Regions from separate parts of the Gossypium hirsutum genome. Here region 1 is linked to region 2. Evidence: chromatin contacts called from public Hi-C data. All regions are on one chromosome and are shown on one strand. Each heading gives the region's core, a stretch centred on a gene start, on an enhancer-like site or on the middle of the called end of the contact. The rest is flanking DNA. Distances are from core to core; before and after follow the strand shown. Region 1 holds the start of LOC107950172 (palmitoyltransferase ZDHHC12). Region 2 holds the start of LOC107950169 (epsin-3).

Region 1 (4,361 bases), core at 1,390-3,889, 160 kb before region 2:
TTGACATCTTATTCGGTTCCGTTGCCTGACACAACTCTTAGTACAACGTGACTAACATAACTGATCCTTAACTTAGTAGTCCGCATTTTTTAAAGTCGACTAAGTGTAGTAGCCACCTTATGTGTACCAATTTTTGAGATTTATCGAGCATTAGAATACCCCCGATTAACCTTAAGATTGATTTTCGGGCGTTTTGTTCTTTGACGACGTTGGGTGCGTTTGGAAGAAGATATTTGAACTTGGTTTTCAATTACTTCATATTTATCTGGCCACCTTGAAACTTGTTTGGCACCTTCCCTAAAAATGCCTCGTAAATGTCCTCTTTACCAAAAACGAGCGCTGACCCCGTAACAACTGGCCCATCTACCGGTAAATTGAGTTGTAAAGCTACGTCATCAAGTGTGATTGTACACTCGCTGCATGGAAGATGAAAAGTGTGTATCTCAAGCCTCCATCTTTCCACCAATGCGTTGATCAGTGTAGGATCGAGTTTGCATCCCTTGAGCATACAAGACACATGCAAGAGTCTTACATCTTGCAAGTAACCATGAATTTTGATGTCTGGGCTCTTTGACAAGTTATGCATGAACCCCTCCAAAACACGATCATTCGCTTATTTATATCGACAAAATAAAATAATTTAAAATATTTGAAAAATAAAAAAACTTTAAATTTAACTTAATTGAAAATAATGAAATTTAAAATTTCGTCTTACCATTATAGCTCGAGCGGAGAAATGTGCTTGTCGTCGAAATGAATTAGAGAGCTTGCCATTCGTGAAAGTTTAATTGATATGAATATACGAAGTAATTAAATAAAAATATAGTATTTTTAAACAGAGTGTATAGGAAATTTTTGAACAAAAATTGAGAAATTTGAGAGATTTGAGAGAATTTGGAGTTTAGAGAGAATAAAGAGAGTTGGATTTGAGTGAAAAAAATGAAAAATGACCTGGTATTTATAGGAAAAAAATTACCTTTGACCCTTTTAAATAATTTTACCGTTGCCAGTGTTTAAAAAGCTGTTGGGAAAAATGACCGTTGGAGGAAAGCGCGACGCGTTTTCACACTCTATCAAAAAATGGCCTAAAAGGCCAATTAAAAAAAAGACACATAACCCTAATTTAACCAAAATTTAATTGCAACTCCAATAATAGTTATATGTAATAATTAAAATTTTATAAAAATAAAATTTTTTGATTTAATATAAAGATTAGTCGTCTTTGAGCTAACAATTTTTTTAAATTTGACCTCTAGATTTTTTAAAATCAGATTGGTTTCCAAAGTAGGCATCCATTACACAAATTGATACCTATAATTAACACAGTTAATTTTCTTTAACAATTGACTTACGTGGTCAAATTAAGATGTGACATGTGGATAAACAATAAAACCACACATGTCTTCCTATTTAATTATTCTAAAAAAAAACTTTTTTTAAGGGAATGTAAAAAAGAAACTTAAATTCAATAAAATATGTATAAGTTAAAAAAGCGTTAAACAAATATAAAAATTATAAAATTCAAAAAATTAATATATAATTAAAAACAAAAGTAGAAATAAAAATAGTTAAAATTTCAAAAATATTACAAAAAAATTAAAAAAAATATCAATGCCCATCAATATTGATCAACGTTAGTCAATGTCCAATCAACACTTGGTCAACATTGATGAATGCTCGTCAATTTTTTGAATTTTTATATTTTTTTTTCATTTTTTTGAAATATTTTGACATTTAAACATTTTTCAATTTATTATATTTTCTAAAATTTTAATTATATTTTTATGTTTTTATTTTCTTGAAAATTTCAAAATATTTTTGATTTTTCTTTTTTTGAAAATTTAACTATTTTAATTTTCATTTCTTGAATCATTTATATATTCAAAATTTTTTAAAATTTATATATATATTTAAAATTTTAATTTCTTAAAATAATTAAAGACGAAGACATGTGTTGTTCCTAGGTTATGTTCATGTGTCACCTCATGTTTGGTTATATCATTTAATTATAAAAAACCGACGATGTTAACCATAGGACTAATTTATTTAACAAATGCCAACTTAAAATGATTCAATCATAAATTTAACGATCAAGATAAAAAAAATTATCAAATTCAATGGTCAATCTATATATTAAGCCTAAAAAATTGTAAACCGATTTAAACATTGATTTTTTTAAAAAATTATAAACCGATTTAAACATTGATTTTTTTTCTCAAATTTTGACTTATTATTAAATTTAAATAATTTGCCATTCAATTTATTTATTTAAATTAATATATGGATGGATTCTTAATTCCATCTATTCGACTCCAAGGATAATGCTTGTAATAACAAATTTTGTCAGTAAGAGATGATTATGTCACCTGGGTGGAGGATGTTTGTTGGCTGATTGAGCAAAAAGCAGTAGTACACGTGAACTTGTGCATATCCACCAATTTTGTCCATAATTGAAGGAAAATAGAGGATGTTTTTCCTTGATTTTTAGGTATGATTAATATGAATAATATAAAGAACTAAAGAAACTATTTCAAAAAATTCACAACGTGATAAATTAAATTATTTTATTGTAAAATAGTTTAAATTAAATAATCATTTTTTAAAAAGGATTAAACTTGAAAAATGATCATTTCAATCAAGGAGGCCGAAGACCCATGCCTGCATTTCGTCCCTGAATGTAAGAGTATAGTCGCTTGATCCAATTTTGGATTGGCACTGTTCATTGAACAACCCTAGAAAATAAAGTTGGTAATGATATGGCTTGTAATTGGATTTTACTATTTGTTATACCTAGCGGACACCTCATTGAACTCCTTTGCATCTCAAACACTTTGCTCAGAAAGCACAGTCTTGGAGAACACCTCTGATGGGTGAAGACACTCCTCTCCCAACAAGCATTAAAACGCTTATTTTTGCAAATAAATTATTTTACTGCTAAGGACCTTGTGTAGCTTTAACAAGGTTCTAACAGCGACCCAGTCACCAATAGATGGCTTTGATGTTTTGGGTTGAATGGCGCAGCCTTCTAACCCTAAACCCAATGTTTAAATCAGTTCATAGATCTTCCCTTTTTTAGTTAGTGGGCTAATCAGTCCTTATTGAAATGGGCTCCTAGTTTCGATTATAGTCTCGGGGAAGAAGAAACGAAGAACACCATAAATGGTTTTTTTTTTCCTTTTTCTTTTTGAAAATCAGAACTGAATTTGGGGAGATTTTGGACTTCAATTCGTGTTTCAAGAGCTGCTGCAATTACCTGATCAAAGCAAGATGTTAGCTTGGTCGAAATCGATTGGTCGCTGTACAGTTTCCTTTATCTCCGTTTTGCTTACTCAGTTGGCTTTGTTTTTGGTTCCTCTCTTCTTCTCAGCTTCTCCGATCCTCATTCAACTCACACTCTCAGGTCTATTCTCTCTCTCTCTCTCTCAAACATGGATGAAAGTATTCAAAATTCTCGATTATCTGAAGTTCGATAACACGGTAACTTTTTTTGCAGCTTTAGTTTTGGTTGTAGTTCTGGGATTTGGAGGGTGGTGTAAACGGCTTCTTGGATTCAATGCATCTGCTCCAGCTTTTGTTTTCTGCAGTATATTTTTTATCTGGGGTGTTTATATTGCTATTGTTCGACAAGGTACCTTTTTTGCCTTTTAAAAAAAAAAAGTTTCGGCCTACTCCTTTTGGAGTTCCTTTGGAGCCGACCATACCTCAACGGGTTGGCATTGTCTCGAGTCAAGATGGAGTTTTGTCTCCTGATTCTGCAGAGAGACCAAGTGCTTGAAGAGGTTGCCTCAGACACGGTTCACAGAGCGAGAGTGTTTTCGCCGGGAGGTTGCCACCTACGACCACTTGTTGTGCGCGTCCGACCCGGCATGGCGCTACTACTCTGGGAACCCGCGTCCCAAGGGGCACTCGAGCCGAGGCCGGGTGACAAACCTTGGCTCAACCCGGGAAGAATACCGACCTGCTGAGGGGTCTGTTGGCTCTGGATGTACAACACTTTGTAGACTTCTCCGGAAGGCAGCCTTCCCTCAACAGTTTCATATATCTGTCATGCCTTATTTGGTTCATCTAGTCAGTTTTTTTATGCTTTATTTGTTTTCATTTCGCTTTTAATATATCTAAAATTTAATATTTAACTTTTAAAGTTTGAACAACCCTAATTATAAATCCCAATTGGTTAGCATCTGTTTTCTTTATTTGAAAGTTTGGATGAAGTTTACCTCACTAATATATGGTGTTCTTTTGGTAGTTAATAATTTTTTGGATATTTTCCAGTAATCTGATTGTCAGAATGAGAATGGGAAATTAACTTCTTTTGATGCAAGAAACTACTTCTTTTGAGTAGTTTAGCAATTAACTTGTTT
Region 2 (4,653 bases), core at 635-3,134:
CAGGCTTCTCAGGCAAATTATGTCCTTTACTGAAACTCTTGCTCAACTCTGATTTATCGACTTTATTCGTAGGGGGGAGCTGATTTTCTTGGTTTTCGTGGTCGTTAAAATCGGAGTTGCTCCTTCCATACGTTGCATTGGATGATTCTTGCAAAATGGCTTGTTGTGTTGAAGAAGAAGAAGAAGAAGACCTTTGGGAGAAACTGCCAAAGCCTTGGATCCCTCTTGTTAGCTTCCGAGCTCGGTTCCTCTCTTCTTTCAAAACAGGCCCTTTCTCAAGCAGCTTCATTACTCTTTCTGATTTCTTTCTAACAGCTAATCCCCAATTGAATCTGCAAATCAAATTACATATTTAGATTCATAAAACTCCAAGAAATATGATTGATGAAATTTAAAGGTCTAATTCTAGTTTTAGATTTAACCTTTCTACTTTAATTTTGTATTATTTAGTCCTATATTTTTATAATGTTATTAGTAGGTCCAAATTGATATGCTCACTGAGTCAAGATCACATAAAAATTCAATTGTGTATTCAAGCACTTTTTTGGTATCAAAACAAGCTTACAAATTCTTCTTCTGTTTGGAAAAGGGAATGGTTTCCAAACATGCGGTTCGAACACTGAACTTGATGCCAACAAACTTAAGGTTGCTATCGATTTGGAGCTACTAATATTATGCTCAATTAATCCAGAGAAAATAAATACAAAAATTCGTTATAGTAGAGGGACTAAAACCATAATTAGACCAAGTTTAAAACAAACCCTTTCTCGTCTACATATTGAAAGCTTTGCATCTTTAAGACGGCATCTTTATCAGCCTGGAACTCCTCTGCCGTACTCTCTGGTCCATGAGTCAACAAATGTTCAAGCACTATCAGAGAATTGTAAGAGGTTCTCCATGTCTTTCTTTCAAATTTGCCCAATCTGATTCACACAAGCAAAACATCGAACACATGTCAGACCATGTAAAATCCCATCAAAATTACACAGAAGTAAATATAATTAAATACAAACTTGTTATGTAAAATCTCCACGATCCTCCAATAATCATCTAATTCAAAAGCAGCCCTTGAGATGGAACCAAGAGTCTGGGTGTTTGGTGCCCATGGATTCCCATTCGTAGCTTCTTCAGTCAACCTGCAGATAAACGATTAATAATAGTCTTTTCACTTGGACTCAGTACATAATCATGAATCGAAGAGCAAATAATAAGGCAAAAAGAAAAAGGAAGATACAGCTGAGCAGGGGTGACATCAGTTAAAGCTAAACGAGCTGTTTTGATCTTCTCCTTGAGGAAGAAAGAAGCTTGTTTCCTGAATTCAAGGAAGAAAGGAGAAGAACCCATGTTGCTGCTTGGACTCTTGCTTAAGATGGACATGATCTTAAGGCCCTTTGAAATCTCTAAGCCAAGATTTTGGATGAAGAAGGGATTCAAAGGAACAGTGAAAAATGCTACACCTAATATGTATGAAAAAGAAGGAAGAAGGGAAGGGAATTTGGGTGTACAATGGATGGTTTACTACATGAGGAGAAGATTTCAAAGCTGATTTCATTGATTTGGAGTACATGGGTTTGAAATGTCTCAGCTACCCCCCCCCCCGGCCCCCCGCCCCCCAAAACAAAAAGAAGAAGATTAACCTTGGGATTTGTAGATTGAATACAAAAATGGTGTTAAAGTCAACATCCACATGCTGTTGGGCAGCGGGTGCTTGGTTTTGAATTTGAAAAAGAAGGGAACAATGGGTAGCTCCACCTCAAATTTAACACCTAGCAAAGGACTGAAGTAGTCTCCACCCTCTACTATTTGAGAATTGAGACTTTTGAGAGTTTGGGAAATTGATAAGGTAAAGTAACATGAAAGTAGGTAAAATTTGTGCTCTATCTCACTTTTTTTTTTAATTAAGTAGTTGAAGTAAGAATATAACATTACTTAGCTTAGAGTCTAGAGGTTTAGAAATTGGTTAATATACTATTTGCCCCATAAAATTGTACTTAATTATCACTTTAGTATTAAAAGAATTTTTTTATCAGTTTGGTACTTGAAGTTTCCAAATTGTTATCAGTTTGCCCCAACCGCTAACGGTGTCAAAAAAGATGGTGTGAAGCAACTCGGAATATTATTTTTCTTGAAATAAATTAAGAAATCTAAAATAATGGAAAAATAAAAATAGTAAAAATTCAGAAAGTCCTCAAAAAATATTTAAAAATCAGAAGAAAAAATATAAAATTATATCAAATTATGAGAAATTAAAAAATATTTATTTTTTAAAAATACATAAAGAAAACATTGTACATGTTTTTATATAATTCTATATGTTTTTTTATCTTTTATGTATTTTCAAAAAAATAAAAATAAAAATTTTTAAATTTTTCGAAATTTAATATACTTCTATATTTTTTTCTGATTTATAAAAAAAAGTTGATAATTTTTCTGAATTTTTTTCAATTCTTTTAATTCATTTCTAACAAATAGGATTTAGGTGACAGTGTGCGATGAACATTATTGCTAATAGAGAAAAATGTGGGTTGAAGTGTGCTGAAACGCATTATCCCCCTATTTATAGATTGAGGAGAGGCTATGATCAATTCTAAACATTGTGTCAAAAAGTATAAACACAATTATAACCAAATATGAATCACGAGTTTTTTTTTTTTTTTTGAAATTTAAAGAAATGGGGGGTTTGGGTCTAATTTTGAAAGGCATACAACATTGCAATTAACCAAACCCAACATAAAATAATAAAGTGTTTTCAACAACAAGATTAATGTTGGTCCATTTGGTTATTCTCATATTTAATTTATAAGACTGCAATCTGCAAACCGGCTTATTTATTTATAATACAATCTTCAATCTTACGTTTTTTGTTTGTTTACTTTAAAGCATTTTGAAGCTTTCTACTCTTTGTTTTTCTTTTGTCGTCACTGGTTTTCTTGGACTTTTTAATTAAAATTTGTTGATCAATCACATCAGGTCACTAACGGTTAAATTAAGTTGTATTATTCGATGGTACTTTGATCTTTTTTATTAAACTATGATATATTTATACATTTTGATTTTAATTATATACACTTTATTACTTTCATCAATTGTATATAATAATAACGTATGTAATTGATTTGGTGTCACAAACTAACTCGACGCCAACTGAAGATTAATAACAATACAAATAAACAATTAAATATATATTTTTTTTCATTTTAGTATAATACGTATTTTATGTGTAATTATTATTAATTAATTTTATATCATACGTATTATTATTTATTATATATATTTATGATTTCGTAGGATAAAATTTCTGTAATCATTTAAATTGCTTTTAATAACTTTCATTTCTAAATATTAAAAAGGTTTTTGAAAACAACTTAACTCTGAAAATGACGGCAGCGTGAGTTTTGATTGTATTAAAATTATTTATTTATTTTATGAAAAGTTGTTTTATTAAAAAAATTCAAATTAAAAAGTGGTTTATTAATAAGATTATCCATGCATAACTAAGCATAATGTTACCAGAATTAGCTTTGAATCCTATTTGTTCTTGTTCACATGATGGTTAGGGTGTCTATTGCTCTAAGTATAATTTGGGTTCGAATTGCACTAATCATGCTGTTGTTAAGACTTTAGCTTCATCTTGTAAATTTATCCAAAAAATTTGACTTTACTTTTAATTGTTAAACAATATCAATAAGTTTTTTTATATAGGAAGTAAAAGTTGACTCTCCCTAATTATAATTTTAGAAATTTAACATTTTTATTGGATAAACTACACAATTAGTCATCAAATTTTTACAAGTTTTCATTTTGAACACCAAAAATAACAAAAATTCCTTTTTAGGCATTACCGTTAAAAACTAGTATCATTTTGGTCACTTGACATTAATTCAATATTATTGTACACTCATTTTAGTCATCCAACTTTAATAAATTTTTATTGTGATTACTCATTTTCTTTTCTAATTTAATTTTACTTTTTCAAAAAAAAATGTTTTTCCTATAAAAATCCAAGTTTTTACTATAGAATCCAAGGTAATTCACTAGGAAAAACTGAGGGCTTTCCCTTTTTTATCGAAAAAAAAATAAATTTAATTTTAAAAGGGAGTAAAAGGGAAATGAAAAAGATAAAATGTTTTTCCTATGAAAACCTAATTTTTCCTATAAAAATCCAAATAATTCCCACTAAAACCTTAATTTTTTCCCTTTTGCTAGGAAAAAGTTTAAAATTAATTCTAAAAATTAAAAAAAATAAAAATGATAAATGATTATTCCCATAAAAATCCACGTTTTTTCCTATAAAACTCAACTAATTTTCTATAAAATCCCAGATTTTTCCCTTTTTATTCAGAAAAAACTAAAACTAATTAAAAATAAGGAAAATAAAAAATAAATGATTTTTTCATGTAAAAATCTAAGTTTTTCCTTATACACACAAGTTTTTCCCTTTTACTAAAAAAACTAAAATTAATTCTAAAAAGTTTTTAAAAGGTAAAATAAGTGACCAAAATAAAAATTTACTAAAGTTGGCTAACTAAAATGAATGTACAATAACATTCAATTAACGGCGAGTAACCAAAATGAAAATAATTTTTAATACCAATGCCTAAAATAAAAATGATTTTTAACAGCCTAAAATGAAAATTTTTATTTTCCAGCACA

Evidence for each region. A called contact is a pair of places that touch in the nucleus more often than the background predicts.
Region 1: a Hi-C map of hypocotyl shows a contact between it and region 2, with 4 times the contacts expected there. The contact joins the promoter of LOC107950172 here to the promoter of LOC107950169 in region 2. A contact is called at or near these places in 10 of 34 Hi-C or Micro-C datasets (anther, callus, hypocotyl and 2 more).

The regions. Positions count from the first base shown.
Region 1 is chrD03:47,309,023-47,313,383 of Gossypium_hirsutum_v2.1, reverse strand. It overlaps LOC107950172 (palmitoyltransferase ZDHHC12), which reads left to right and starts at 2,639. Exons shown (of 13, transcript XR_005911466.1): 1 at 2,639-3,400; 2 at 3,494-3,628.
Region 2 is chrD03:47,147,857-47,152,509 of Gossypium_hirsutum_v2.1, reverse strand. LOC107950169 (epsin-3) reads right to left here and starts at 1,884. Exons shown (of 4, transcript XM_016884957.2): 1 at 1,235-1,884; 2 at 1,014-1,136; 3 at 762-923; 4 at 1-332. The coding sequence starts at 1,377.